Regions from separate parts of the Mus musculus genome. Here region 1 is linked to region 2. The links are chromatin contacts, called in public HiChIP or PLAC-seq maps. All regions are on one chromosome and are shown on one strand. Each heading gives the region's core, a stretch centred on a gene start, on an enhancer-like site or on the middle of the called end of the contact. The rest is flanking DNA. Distances are from core to core; before and after follow the strand shown. Region 1 overlaps Tmem87b (transmembrane protein 87B). Region 2 overlaps Mertk (MER proto-oncogene tyrosine kinase).

Region 1 (6,034 bases), core at 2,313-4,812, 67 kb after region 2:
ATATTTTGTTTTGTGACACTGTATTATTACTGCTGCCCAGACTGGCTCAGACTCAAAGCCTCTGACTGGTCTGACTTATTTTTGACATTATCTCACTTGTCATTCAACTCAATTTTTAAAAACCAATATTTAGTTAAAATTGAATGTTTGGTGGTATTAAGAGGGAATATGAGAATTCCAATATTAGATTTCTTTTTCAAGATAGATGTCACTGGGTAGCCCTGGTTGTCCTGGAACTCTCTTTGTAGAGTAGACCAGGCTGGCCTTCTAGAGGCCTCATGGAGTGCTGGGATTAAAGGCTTGTATCCCTGCCACTGGCAGATATTTTTCAGATAGGATTTTACTTTATGGTCCTGTATAGCCTGGCACTTTATATAGACCAGGCTAGCCTTGAACACACAGAGGTTCACTTGCCTCTGCCTCCTATGTGTTGGGATTAAAGGCATGTGTCACCAAGACCAACCCAGAAAAAAAATTTGAATGATAATATTAAAGGCAGCACAGAATGAGAATGCATGGGGAGCCTGTGGCAGTACAAGTGGTAGAAGACACAGAGGATGAGACCCCTTTGTTCCCCTCTCCTGTGGAGGGGTGGGTAAAAAAGAAAATGGCAGCAGGGTCTTCCTTCTACTGCCTGCCATTCCTTCCCTCTGTTTTATCTGTTCAGTTATTAAAACTGTTTAACTATGAACTGTATAACTGTATCTCATATACTAATCTGTCTCAAAGAACAAAGGCTTACTCTGTCTATTACAGGATGTTGTAGCCAGGACCCAGAAAGATGGCTTCCATATCTTCATTGTTTCTATTAAAACGGAGAAAACAGATGCAGTCTGGGATTTAAATGGTACAGTTAACCTCTAGTCATACATTATCTGTATTCTATAGTTTTTTTTTTCATTAATGTGAATCTATTTCTGTTTAAAACATATCTTTTATTTTTTAAAGATTTATTTATTTTATGTATATGAGTACACACTGTAGTTGTACAGATGGTTGTGAGCCTTCATGTGATTGTTGGGAATTGAACTTAGGACCTCTGCTTGCTCTAGCCAACTCCACTTGCTCTGGCCCAAAGATTTATTTATTATTATAAGTTCACTGTAGCTGTCTTCAGACACACCAAAAGAGAGCATCAGATCTCATTATGGGTGGTTGTGAGCCACCACTTGGTTGCTGGGATTTGAACTTAGTACCTTTGGAAGAGCAGTTGGTGCTCTTACCCAGTGAACCATCTCACCAGCCCAAAACATATCTTCAAGGATAGATTTGTTAGTTATACATTTATTTTGAAGTCCTAAAACTTAATGGTTATCTTAATACTAATACACTTTTTAAATAGATATGGAGAGATGAGCTTATGTTTAAAAATGTTACTAAAAACTTGATTATTAATTAACTCTTGGATTTCTTCCTCCCCATTCCCCTTTGCTGCTGTCACTAGTTTCTCTTTCTATGGTGGGTCCTCATGGGTACATCTCTGCATCAGACTGGCCTCTCATGATTGTGAGTATTTCGCCTCCTCATTTCCAAATTAATTTTTAAGAATTTTAAGAGTTCAGTAGTAACAATTGCTTTGACATGTCCTCTATTTCTGCTTTCAGAGAGACTAAGAAATGAAGGGTGGGAGAATCAAGAGATGTCTGCTTTCTAGAGTTAAAAGGGTCAGAGGCTCACACTGTTTCTCTCCCTGCAGTTTTATATGGTGATGTGTATCGTTTACATATTATATGGTGTCCTCTGGCTGCTGTGGTCTGCCTGTTACTGGAAAGATATATTAAGAATTCAGTTCTGGATTGCAGCTGTTATTTTCCTAGGAATGCTTGAAAAGGCAGTTTTTTATAGTGAATACCAAAACATCAACAGCACTGGACTGTCAAGTAAGTTTTGACTGTTTCTATGAGTTGTATATAGTGTATTTTAGCTAGTGTAAGCATAGCTGGAGGAAGACCTCTTTTGTACATAGGTTTGCAAATATCTGTGTTCCCAGTAAAGAGGACGGAAGCCAACAAGAGAATGTTAGGAGGCTTGGAAGGTGGCTCAGTTTGTAAAGCACTTACTAAGAAAGAAAGCATTCAGTACCCATGTAAGAGCCACATGTGGCTGCACACATACTTACAACTCCAGCCTTGGGGGCGGGGGAGTCCATGGAGCTTGCTAGCTAGCAGTCTAGCTGCAGGGTCAGTAAGAGACTGTCTCAGGGGAATGAGGTGGAGAGCAATAAATCAGGACACCAGTGTCGTCTGGTGCATAAGCATGTGCACTGCACAGAGTGACAGTTTAGAGTAGCACCCTGATCATCCGAGCTAGAACATGTGCTCTCTCCTTTTTTTTCTTTCTAATTTTCCTTTTTGGAAAAAGAAAATTTCCCATTCTCTAATTATATTAAAACAATACCAAGATATGGGTAAGGGCACCTTAAGTGTCGCCAGTGATTTTAATATTTTACTTTTCTGAGTTTTGTTTTTTTCTCTCCTTGGAAAAAAGAAAAGAAAGGCTCTTGAGCCCCAGAGAGTAAGTCTGTGGTATCTGTAGTCTGTGCTCTCCTCTTCTCTTCACCCTGCAAAAGCTTCCTATGATCAAAGGAGGTCCTACCATGGTTTGCACAGTGGGATGCTTGAAGCTGGCTAGGCTGCTGTTTCAGATATGTGCGTTGGCTTGGAGAAGATAGAGACAAACGGGTCACAGGAGTGAGCACTTGGTCTTACCACTGACACTTTGAAGATTTCAAAGGGGTAAAAATGTCCTTTTGAATGCAGTTACAAATGAGTTTGGCATCAATTATTAACAGGCATAGTGATGCTAGCCAACTCTAGGGAAAAAAACTGAATTGAAATATACATGCCACTTTGGACTCATGTTGCTATTTATTGGAGCTGAGTGGTGGATTCATAGTAATTTATCACACTAATTTCTCTCTGTTGAGGAATGTTTGAAATTTCTGAAAAAAGCATATCTACAAAAGACTAAACAAAGGCCAACATGGAGGACTACGTGGTAGAGCTGTTCCTGCTATATATGGCTTGTGTATACATGCACAGAGATGTTTGCATATGTGCTCTAAGTCAGATATCGAAGTGCTGGGGGTGTATCCCAGTGGTGGTAAATTGCCTAGCTTACATAGGCCCTGGACTCCTTCCCAAGTACTGTCAGGGTCAGGGGGAGGTCGTATAAGATGATAAAGCATTAGGGTTGGAACAGGACTGAGTGTCAGAGAAGGTAGCTCATCCCCTTTCTGTTCTGGGAAGGATCTCTTACCTAGAGAGAGCAAGGGTGGTATGGACTGAAGAATAGCAAAACCCAGAGGTCTATGAAGAAATGAAATACCACTTGGGGCCATCAGAGAATCCAAGTCCTTCATCTGAGGTGTCATCAAAGGGGTTAGCAAAGAAACTATGAGTCACTGTCAGTATGTTTGAAGAGTCCTACAAAGCCCATGTACTAAACATTTTTGACTTTGCACACCACATGATCTCTGATGACTCAGCTCTGACCTGAGTAAAACACAGCCACAGACAACAATAAGCAAGTAAGCATGTCTGTGTTATGATAAAACTTGGCTTACAGAAATATGCAAGGACAGATTTCAACATCAAGTCTGGACTCCATAACAGAGTCCCCAGAGCCACGAGTGCTCCTGGTCTCTCTGTTTTATACTCCGACATTGCACTCTACTGCATATACACTGTGCTTTCCTCTCTTTTTGTGCTTCCCAAGGGCTATATTTGCCCTTTTCTTCCTCCACATATATCCACTTAGTCTGTAAATCCTCATTTCCAGACCAGTTATGTGCCCCCCAGATGTGTATTAGGTTGCTCTTTCTCCTAGTCCCAGGGTTACTGTGTCACATGCAGCCCTCCCCGTGCTGAGTTGTGTCTGCTTACATGTCCTAGCCAGAGTTCAAAGTCTATGCAGATAGAGCTCAAGGTGCCTCTCATATATATAGCAGGAGCACAATGAATACTTGCATTTCTTTTTATGGGTTAGAGTTTGAACCCAGCGCCTTGTGCATTCTAGACCAGTACTGTAAGTATACATCTTAAGTGAATAAATGACAAAGGTACTAGAAAAAAGAGAACTTCAGAGGGCATGATGGCTTTCAGATATTTGCTGTACATGAAGAGGGATGTAGCTGGAGGGGAGCTCTGATAGGTTTCAGGTTGACATAAGAAAACTGCCCAATAGAGCTAGCTGATCACACCTGTGGTGAGTCCTCAGGAGGTAGTGTTGCCTTTCACTGAGGCCTGGAATATCAGTTGATGTCAATGTTGATGCACAGTAATTTTTTAGCGTGTGTCAATGTCACTGTACAGGTCTTCAAGAGTACACACAACCAGTTGTTTTCTTTTCTTGTTCCTCAGCTCAAGGTTTACTGATATTTGCAGAGCTGATATCTGCAGTTAAGAGGACATTGGCTCGCCTGCTTGTGATCATTGTGAGCTTGGGTTATGGCATTGTGAAGTAAGTATTGCTGTGATGAACAGCTCTCGACAACTCTCCAGTCTAGTGCTTCAGCTCATGTGTACCAGGACCTCTGTGGAACTGGGGGCTTGTCAGTTGCTACCTGAATCCCCAAGGGGAAACTCTGCGGGAACATGGGTTTAAAAAAAAAACTTGAATGGACTAGCCATTTTATATTGTCTCCAAATGAAGATCCGGAATTGAATCCCTGTAGCCAAGGTGTCCTGAGCATCCTAAGTGTGGAGATTATAAGCATTGCCACCACACCTTAACTTTAGTGGTCTATGTCTTACTGTAAAGGTGCAGCAAATCCAGACCCAGAGTTTGGAACCGTAATAACTAGAGACCACCATTTATTTTCTAGTGGACATTCCATCCTCTTTTGCCCTACAGACCACAAGGCCATGAAGTTCTGGACACCCTGTTCTAACATGAGGTCTACTAAGAGAGCTCCATAAAAGGTCCAGAAACTGAGAGAGTGAAGGCAGGGGGATTGGTCACACCACACTGCATCTTCCCTTCTCAGGACCCCATTTACCTCTGTCTTGATTTCTCTGTTTCAACAAGCTTGCAGAAGAGGCTTGGGGCTGATATAAGAACCACACATTGAATAAGGTGTACCTAGGTATGCAAGAAACATGGGATGGGCCCAACTTGCAGGGATTCCACTGGTAACAGTGATGGTAATAGCAGGAGACCAGTGCTCCTAGCCATCCAGGTGACGATACTGTTACTGTCATAAAGCAATCTGAGGGATGTACCTAGAGATGAACTCAGTGCTTGGGAGGGCTGTATCCCACAGGGACACCTATCCTTCTTTTGTGGGTGACCTCTGGTAGGTGAAGGTAGTCACCATCTGGGTCACTCTAATCTACAGGATTCATTAGTGGGCTGTAGAATTGCCCTGCTCAGGGAACCAGGAGGGGTCATGCACTCCCAGAGTAGTCCTCCCACCTGAGACTAACCATACCACTCAGCAAGGCACAGGCAGCTTGGGAGAGGTGAGAGGAAGGACATTTTGAAGTCAGCTGGTCTCTTTGCACAGTAGTGCGATTGTTTGGCAGGTGCTTTAAGTGCATGTCTAAGGATATTTTCAAGTTAACCTAGGATCACTGGGGAAGCAGCATTGATGTTAGCTAATATAAAAAATACTAGGAGAAATTTAGGAGCTCTAAAGTGTCCACGGCAAGAGCAGAGGTAGAAGAGTGGTACTAAGTGTGGCTGCAAGGATCTGCATTCCTTAGGCCTTCTTTTTGCGTCTCACTGTGTTTGAGAGCACAGCTAGAGCCAAGATGTCAGGCTTCCAGGCTCTTCATGAAGGGGAGACAGGGGAGAAGTGAAAATGAGTGATGGCGTTGGGTCGACTCTGGAATCCAGATGATTTTGATGTAGCTGGTGTTTCATTCACAAGGGCAGTAGAGACTGTTTGGAAATTGCTATCTAAGCCCAGATGCAAACATGGAAACCAAGCTATGTCTTTGAATTACAGATCTTCCTTTATAACTGTCATAATTGTGATCTGCCACTCCCTGTGGTGTAAGGAAGATTCTGGCCCCCATGAGGACTATAAGTT
Region 2 (6,064 bases), core at 2,145-4,644:
TCCTAGCAATTTATAGCCTCGTTGAAATTTCTGAAGATTCTTTTCTGAAGAAGATATTCATGGCACATTCTTAGCCTTATAGAGAATGGCAGAGTAAGCAACCTCCAGAGGAGATTAAGCAAGCTTCTATTTGTGGAAGGGCCCAGCCCACTGTGGGCAGCACTATCCCTAGGCTGTATGAGAAAACTACATGAACATAAACCAGTGAACAAATCACTGAGCAGCATCCTCCATGGTTTCTGCTTCAATTCCTCCCTGACTTCCCTCAGTGATGGCTTGTGACCTGGAAGTGGAAACCAAAATAAACCCTTTCCTCTCCTCAAGTTGATTTCGGCCACTGTGTTTATCACAGCAAGGGTAATCAGAGCAGAGAAGGCAGAAATGCTGGTGCCACCAATTCTTCTTTACCTTCCTTTACTGTGGTCATGGAAAATATGCCTCTTGTGTTATCATATCCCTCCTCCATCTAACCCTTCTGGTTAGATCCCATGTTTTGCCTCTTTATCGCATGTATCTGCGACATCACAGAAGTTTTTGGCAAGAGAGAGGGACGGGGTAAGCAAGTAAATAGCTACAGCCCTGGTCCAAGCTGTCATTTCCAACTTCATGCCACCCAGTGTTTATAAAAATTGCTTTGTTCCAAAAGGACAATTAGGGTTTGTTCTCTTTCTTTTCCTTCCTATAAGGAAACAGGCTATTGGAAACAAAAGAGTAGGTGATGTGATAGAAGAAAAATACTCAGGTTTAGACATCCACATTCTACATCATGTGCATGATAACCAAATATCTTTAGCAATCTGACATGGGAAGCCTCTCATTACCAAGGCATTTGTCGCACTGTCTCAAAGTTAAGCATCTTTATGCTTGGGCTGAATTAGGGGGGTAGCTGGTGCATACAGTATAGCAGTTCCACAGTGGTAAGTGCTTAGTGTAAGTCAGAAAGGTTTGGTAATTGTCCATTTCAATGGAGATTTCATCTTTCTCTGTTGGCAGAAGATACTAGCAGACCCATTGTGCTCTAAAGCAAACCAGTGTGTTTAAAGAGCTATTCCTTCTGGTTTGGATGAAAGCCTCTTTCCTAAAGGGGGCTTCTTGAGCTGTGTACTTGAACAGCCCTAGAGAAACCTTTATGAATGACAGTGACCCAAGAGCCTAAGGACTGCCACTCACCCCCCTACCCCCCACCCCCAGCCTCAGCCTCCACTCTCATTGCCCTTTGGACTGTTCCTTCCACAGTGAGAACAATATAGGCACAGTTCAGGCTCTGACCTTTCAGTATCTTACCTCCTTGTGGAGGTCAAGTCATCTGGTCATGAGGTCATTTGCATTGCGCCCACTCTGTACTTTGTGCCTTGTGACAATAACAGGCGGAGTTGGTCACGTTACTTTGAGAACATTCTCTGCTGAAATTAAGGTTTTTGTCTCCTGATCTGAACCTAGAGGCAAAGAGGGGGTCCTGAAGAAGTCCTGGACTCCCCATCTTACCCCCACCAGGCTGAAATGATGGTTGCAGTGACCTGGCATGTAGCACTTCATTCTTAGGACCCTCTTCATCTCATAAGGCCATAGCTGAGACAGTTAGGTTTTCCTCTACACTTCTATACTTTGTACATTATACTTTCATTTGCACTTTTAGCTACTTCTTCTTATGTAAGGCAGGAAATTGGACACTTCTGAAATTTCTGAGTGATGCCTATGATAAATAGGGTTTTGGGTAATTTCAGAACTTTCTTGGAAGAGGTCTCTGGGTGATTTGTTTTAGTGACCATTATATCACTACGTCAAGAAAGTAGGAATTTCGTGTTTCTTTATTGGCAGCTACCAGTGACTGCCAACTTTTAGAGTACCCAGACATCTGGGTACTCTAAAAGCTAACCAATGCCTGACCATCCCTTCTGCTTCTGGCATGGGTGAAAGCCACCCTTCTGTCATGAAGGCCAGTAATGATAGAAATGTTGTGAATGACCCTGGCCCAAGGGCCTGCTACAGGGGACACCAGCAATGCTCAATATTCTAGAGTAAATAAGCCTTGGCCCTGAATTACCCAAACATTAGGAAGGGGCTCATTTTCACATGTGTGGACATTGTGGAGCTCATTGTTTGGGGAGCATTAGCTCTGATGCTAGCTTAAGCTGTGATTGCTGTGGGTAGCGATTTTAGATCAGATGGAAGTCTCAACACAGGTTGTCGTGGTCTTGAAACAATGTGACTAGGCCAGGGTAGAGTGCTTGCCTACCATGTACCAGGACCCAGGTTTGATTCCCAGAACTAACTTCCAAACCACACACACCACATACACATACTATGTGGAACCAACTTCTTCTTTTTTAAAAATTTTTTTTAATTTTAATTTTTTAAAATTAATTAATTTATTTATTTTTGGTTTTTTTCAAGACAGGGTTTCCCTGTGTAGCCCTGGCTGTCCTGGAACTCACTCTGTAGACCAGGCTGGCCTCAAACTCAGAAATTCGCCTGCCTCTACTTCCCAAGTGCTGGGATTACAGGCGTGCGCCACCACGCCCGGCGGAACCAACTTCTTTAACATCACAGGGAAGTTGGAGCACACTTAGCATTCCCTTTGGATGTAGACCTCTGCCTCCTCCTGAGTTCACAGTGGCCATGAGAGCAGCAGAGACGTGGAGACATGTCTGCATGTTGACATGACCCCAGCTCCCTGACTCCTCCTCCTCCTCCTCCTCCTCCTCCTCCTCCTCCTCCTCCTCTTCTCTCTCTCTCTCTCTCTCTCTCTCTCTCTCTCTCTCTCTCTCTCTCTCTCTCCCTTTTCCTCCCTCCATCTCCCCACCCCTGCCCTGAGAAATAGATAAGATTCTTTTGATATGGGCCAGGGATCAATCAAGGCTGGTTCGCTTTGATTAGAGTAGAAGCTCACTCTGAAGGTAATCTCTGAGCAGGTCACTGCATTGGGAAGCCAGACAGTTTAATTTCCTCCAATGCTCTAAGGCTTGCATGTCACCATGAGACTGATGCTGGAGGAGGCCCTCAGCCATAGAGGAGGGAGACCAGAAGCATAGCACCTTGATGAACACAATCTAAGAGCCACCATTGATTGATTGATTGATTGATTTGCCAGACTGCTCACTGTTCTCTGTAGGGAACATGTTTAACTCCTACATACTGTGAAAAAGACAGACACCTCCGTTTTCACCCAAGGAAACAAGCTTAGAGGTGTTGAGTGTCTCACCCAGGGTCAGAGAGCCCAGGCCTGGAGGCTGGGGATGAGAGCACAGGCCTGGCTGTCTGTAAAGCAGGCACTTCCTCAGAACCCTCTGCTGCTTCCCAGCAGCCTTTGGCTCTCTCACACCCAGCTCCATGGTGTGGATCCTCAGTAGAAGTGATGACAGGAAGGTATATATGGGTTTATCCTCAGTGCTTATGAAGCTGAGCGAGCACCTTTAACAAGTGACCTTTGCTACTTCATGTGACACATTTTTATGTTATACTTCTTTCCTCATTGAAGTCATTGCTCTTTGGAGCTGGAAATAGGCCATGTTTTTAGATGCAGCTATCAGTTACAGGGTGTAATTCTTATACAATATTTAGTGATGTTAAAGTCATTTGATAATAATTAAAACAAAATACCACAGTTGCCCTGTCTAACCCCAAGCCACGCCCATGAGGAAAAAAAAAATTCTTTCCAAAGTTGTACTGTTACTTTCTTGTCCCCCAAAAGAGTATAATGTCACTTTTTAAAATAATTATGGGAAAGTGCATTTAAAAGCCATATGAAGTAGATTTCATTTCCTGAAATAAAATGTTAGTTGATTTTCAAGTCCTTATGTTGATGAGCAATGAAAGCTCACTAAACGAGAAATACGCAGTTGGCCCATGGCACACATTTCATGGATAAACCATTGCATGCTGGGAAATGGTTCTGCTCTGCATCCTGACAACCCCAAGACTGGATATGTACGGTAGATACTTAGTGATCCAGTCTTAAGTAGATTTCACAGTGTCCAAACTCAGACTTAAAAGGACTCGAGATTATGGGTATGAGCACATCCAAACAACAAGACTACATTACATCCTTTGGGTTTTTTCCTAGTATTGTTTCCCTGTGTTTCCCTGGCTGACCTGGAGTTCACTGGGTAGACTAAGCTGGATTCAAATTTACAAAGCTCTTGCTTCTGCTCCCGGAGTGTTGGGATTATAGGCATGAACTACCACACTACTATATTCATGTTTTGAGGTGTTTTTTTTTAAAGAATGTATGTGGGTACACATCTGTGGAAATGTGTGCCTTGTGTGTGTGCACTTGAGGAAGGAAGACAGAAGAGGATGCTGACGTGAAGCACCCATCATGGCCGCTGGGAACCAAACTCCATTCCTCTAACAGAGCAGCAAATGCTTTTAACTGCTGAACCATCTCCCCAGCCCTACGTTCATTTTGGAGTTTTTTGGTTTTTTAAACATGAGATTTAAAAAAAAAATAGATGAGGCTTTTGCCATGTGATTATATTTTCTCATTTGAGCTTTTGATATCCATCATGGTGCCCAGCTTTTAAGGTATGAATGCTTTTTAAACTACATTTGAATTACCATTTAGGGGTATGTATAGAGAAAATTGTTAAATCTGCTCTAAAATGTCTACCAGATAGCTTTCTGATCATCATGTTAGTGATATATACTTCCACCCCTAAAATGGGATAATCAATGACCTGTTTCCCAACTGCTACCAGTTGCCCTGGCAACATTGTTATCCTTTGAGAGACAGAGCAATGACAGTTATATACAGTGTCTCATTTGCCAGGCTAGACCCTGTTCCATGCACTTTACCCAGGTTAGCTCTTTGTCTATGTTAACTCCTCTTGGGACTGGAAGGTGGAAATGAAAAATAATCTCACTGCTTTTTCATAATCAGCTATAGGCCCCAGGTAAGTAGGCGTTGTAACCATCGTGGGTCTTCCATGTCTATGACTTGCACATCTGTGGAGTCCATTAATCACAGATTGAAACTGTCCAGAAATTAAAGCACGCCTCTTGGTAAGTGTTTTGTTTTCCTAGCCCAGTGTGGTTGGATGGACTGGAATGCTAGCACTGAGGTACTGTGGTTATGAAAACTGCTGTCAGTTCAAGTCCAACCTGGTCTGCATAGTGAGTGCTCAGTCAGGCAGGTCTAAATAGTGAGACTCTACCTCACTAGTTGTCTTTGTTTTCTTTAAGACAGGACCTTGCTAGGTGGCCCTGGCTGGCCTGGAAATATTAGCATCCATCCCTCCAGCCTCTGCCTTCTTCTTGCTGAAATTATATGTGCATACCACCAGCCTTGTTTTGTTTTCTTGAGGCCAGGAATATATTTGGTCCTAGAAAACATGTTCATCATGCACAAGATCATGAGATTGATCCGTAGGAAAAAAAAAAAAAAAACAAAAACCCAGTCAATAGTCCCCAAACAGTCTAACAACACTAGCAATACTATATAGCCATATTGTTAAAAACAAAGTAACTAATACAGGGGCTGTTAACACTTATCAGTTATTACACCAGTTATTACACGTTACCCAAGGATTTACACAGGCCACCGTGAGTTGGGGAAATCTCACAAGGCCCCACACCTAGATGAAGAGCTACAAGCAATTAATAGCGGCTGAGAGAGGGAGAATTAGTTTTCTCCAGGGAGGGTCCATGATAGGTGATCCAGTCCTGGGTGGTTAGCCTGCATGGGCACAGCAGATTGTATTTGTATGTGTGTGTATGAATTTGAGAGGGAGTGGGGGAGGTGATGTGAATACTGTGTCTACACACCGAGGATGGAAACCCACCCAGAGCATCCCTTAAGCTAAGTGTGTGCCCACTACTGAGCATGCACCCAGCCATTTTTGCTTGGGCACCAACCCTGTACAGATCCCAAGGGATAAATGCACTGTTACATTTATTCTCCTCCCTCACCACACCCCAAAATTCATTTCTGTTAGGATTCATATTGATCTGAGCATGTCATTTTTTTCTAGTTGGTATTTTCTTTTTACTTATAGGTAATTTCTCTTATAAATGATGGACATATGGCCTTTGAATCCTTGCAGGAAAGAACAGTGTATAGCCAGAA

Evidence for each region. HiChIP or PLAC-seq counts read pairs in DNA pulled down with a chosen protein or histone mark.
Region 1: a contact with region 2 is called in an H3K4me3 HiChIP or PLAC-seq map of intestinal villus epithelium, with 6 read pairs. The contact joins two enhancer-like sites. A contact is called at or near these places in 3 of 39 promoter capture datasets (cranial neural crest, liver and stem cell-derived epiblast-like cells), 2 of 115 datasets of contacts at active chromatin or transcription factors (embryonic stem cells and intestinal villus epithelium) and 2 of 9 other capture datasets (adipose tissue and pancreatic islet).

What each region holds. Positions count from the first base shown.
Region 1 is chr2:128,829,754-128,835,787 of GRCm38.p6, forward strand. Tmem87b (transmembrane protein 87B) reads left to right here. Exons shown (of 19, transcript NM_001355629.1): 6 at 757-847; 7 at 1,445-1,506; 8 at 1,697-1,880; 9 at 4,362-4,461. Among named protein-coding and RNA genes, the nearest start is that of Tmem87b, 14 kb to the left of the region's middle. Within about 2 kb of position 3,563, at least 42 of the 459 cell types and tissues checked have an H3K27ac peak or open chromatin away from gene starts, as enhancers often do. A contact at or near this core is called in intestinal villus epithelium, where this site is marked.
Region 2 is chr2:128,762,572-128,768,635 of GRCm38.p6, forward strand. All of the region lies in intron 8 of Mertk (MER proto-oncogene tyrosine kinase), which reads left to right. Among named protein-coding and RNA genes, the nearest start is that of Tmem87b, 53 kb to the right of the region's middle. Within about 2 kb of position 3,395, at least 10 of the 459 cell types and tissues checked have an H3K27ac peak or open chromatin away from gene starts, as enhancers often do. A contact at or near this core is called in intestinal villus epithelium, where this site is marked.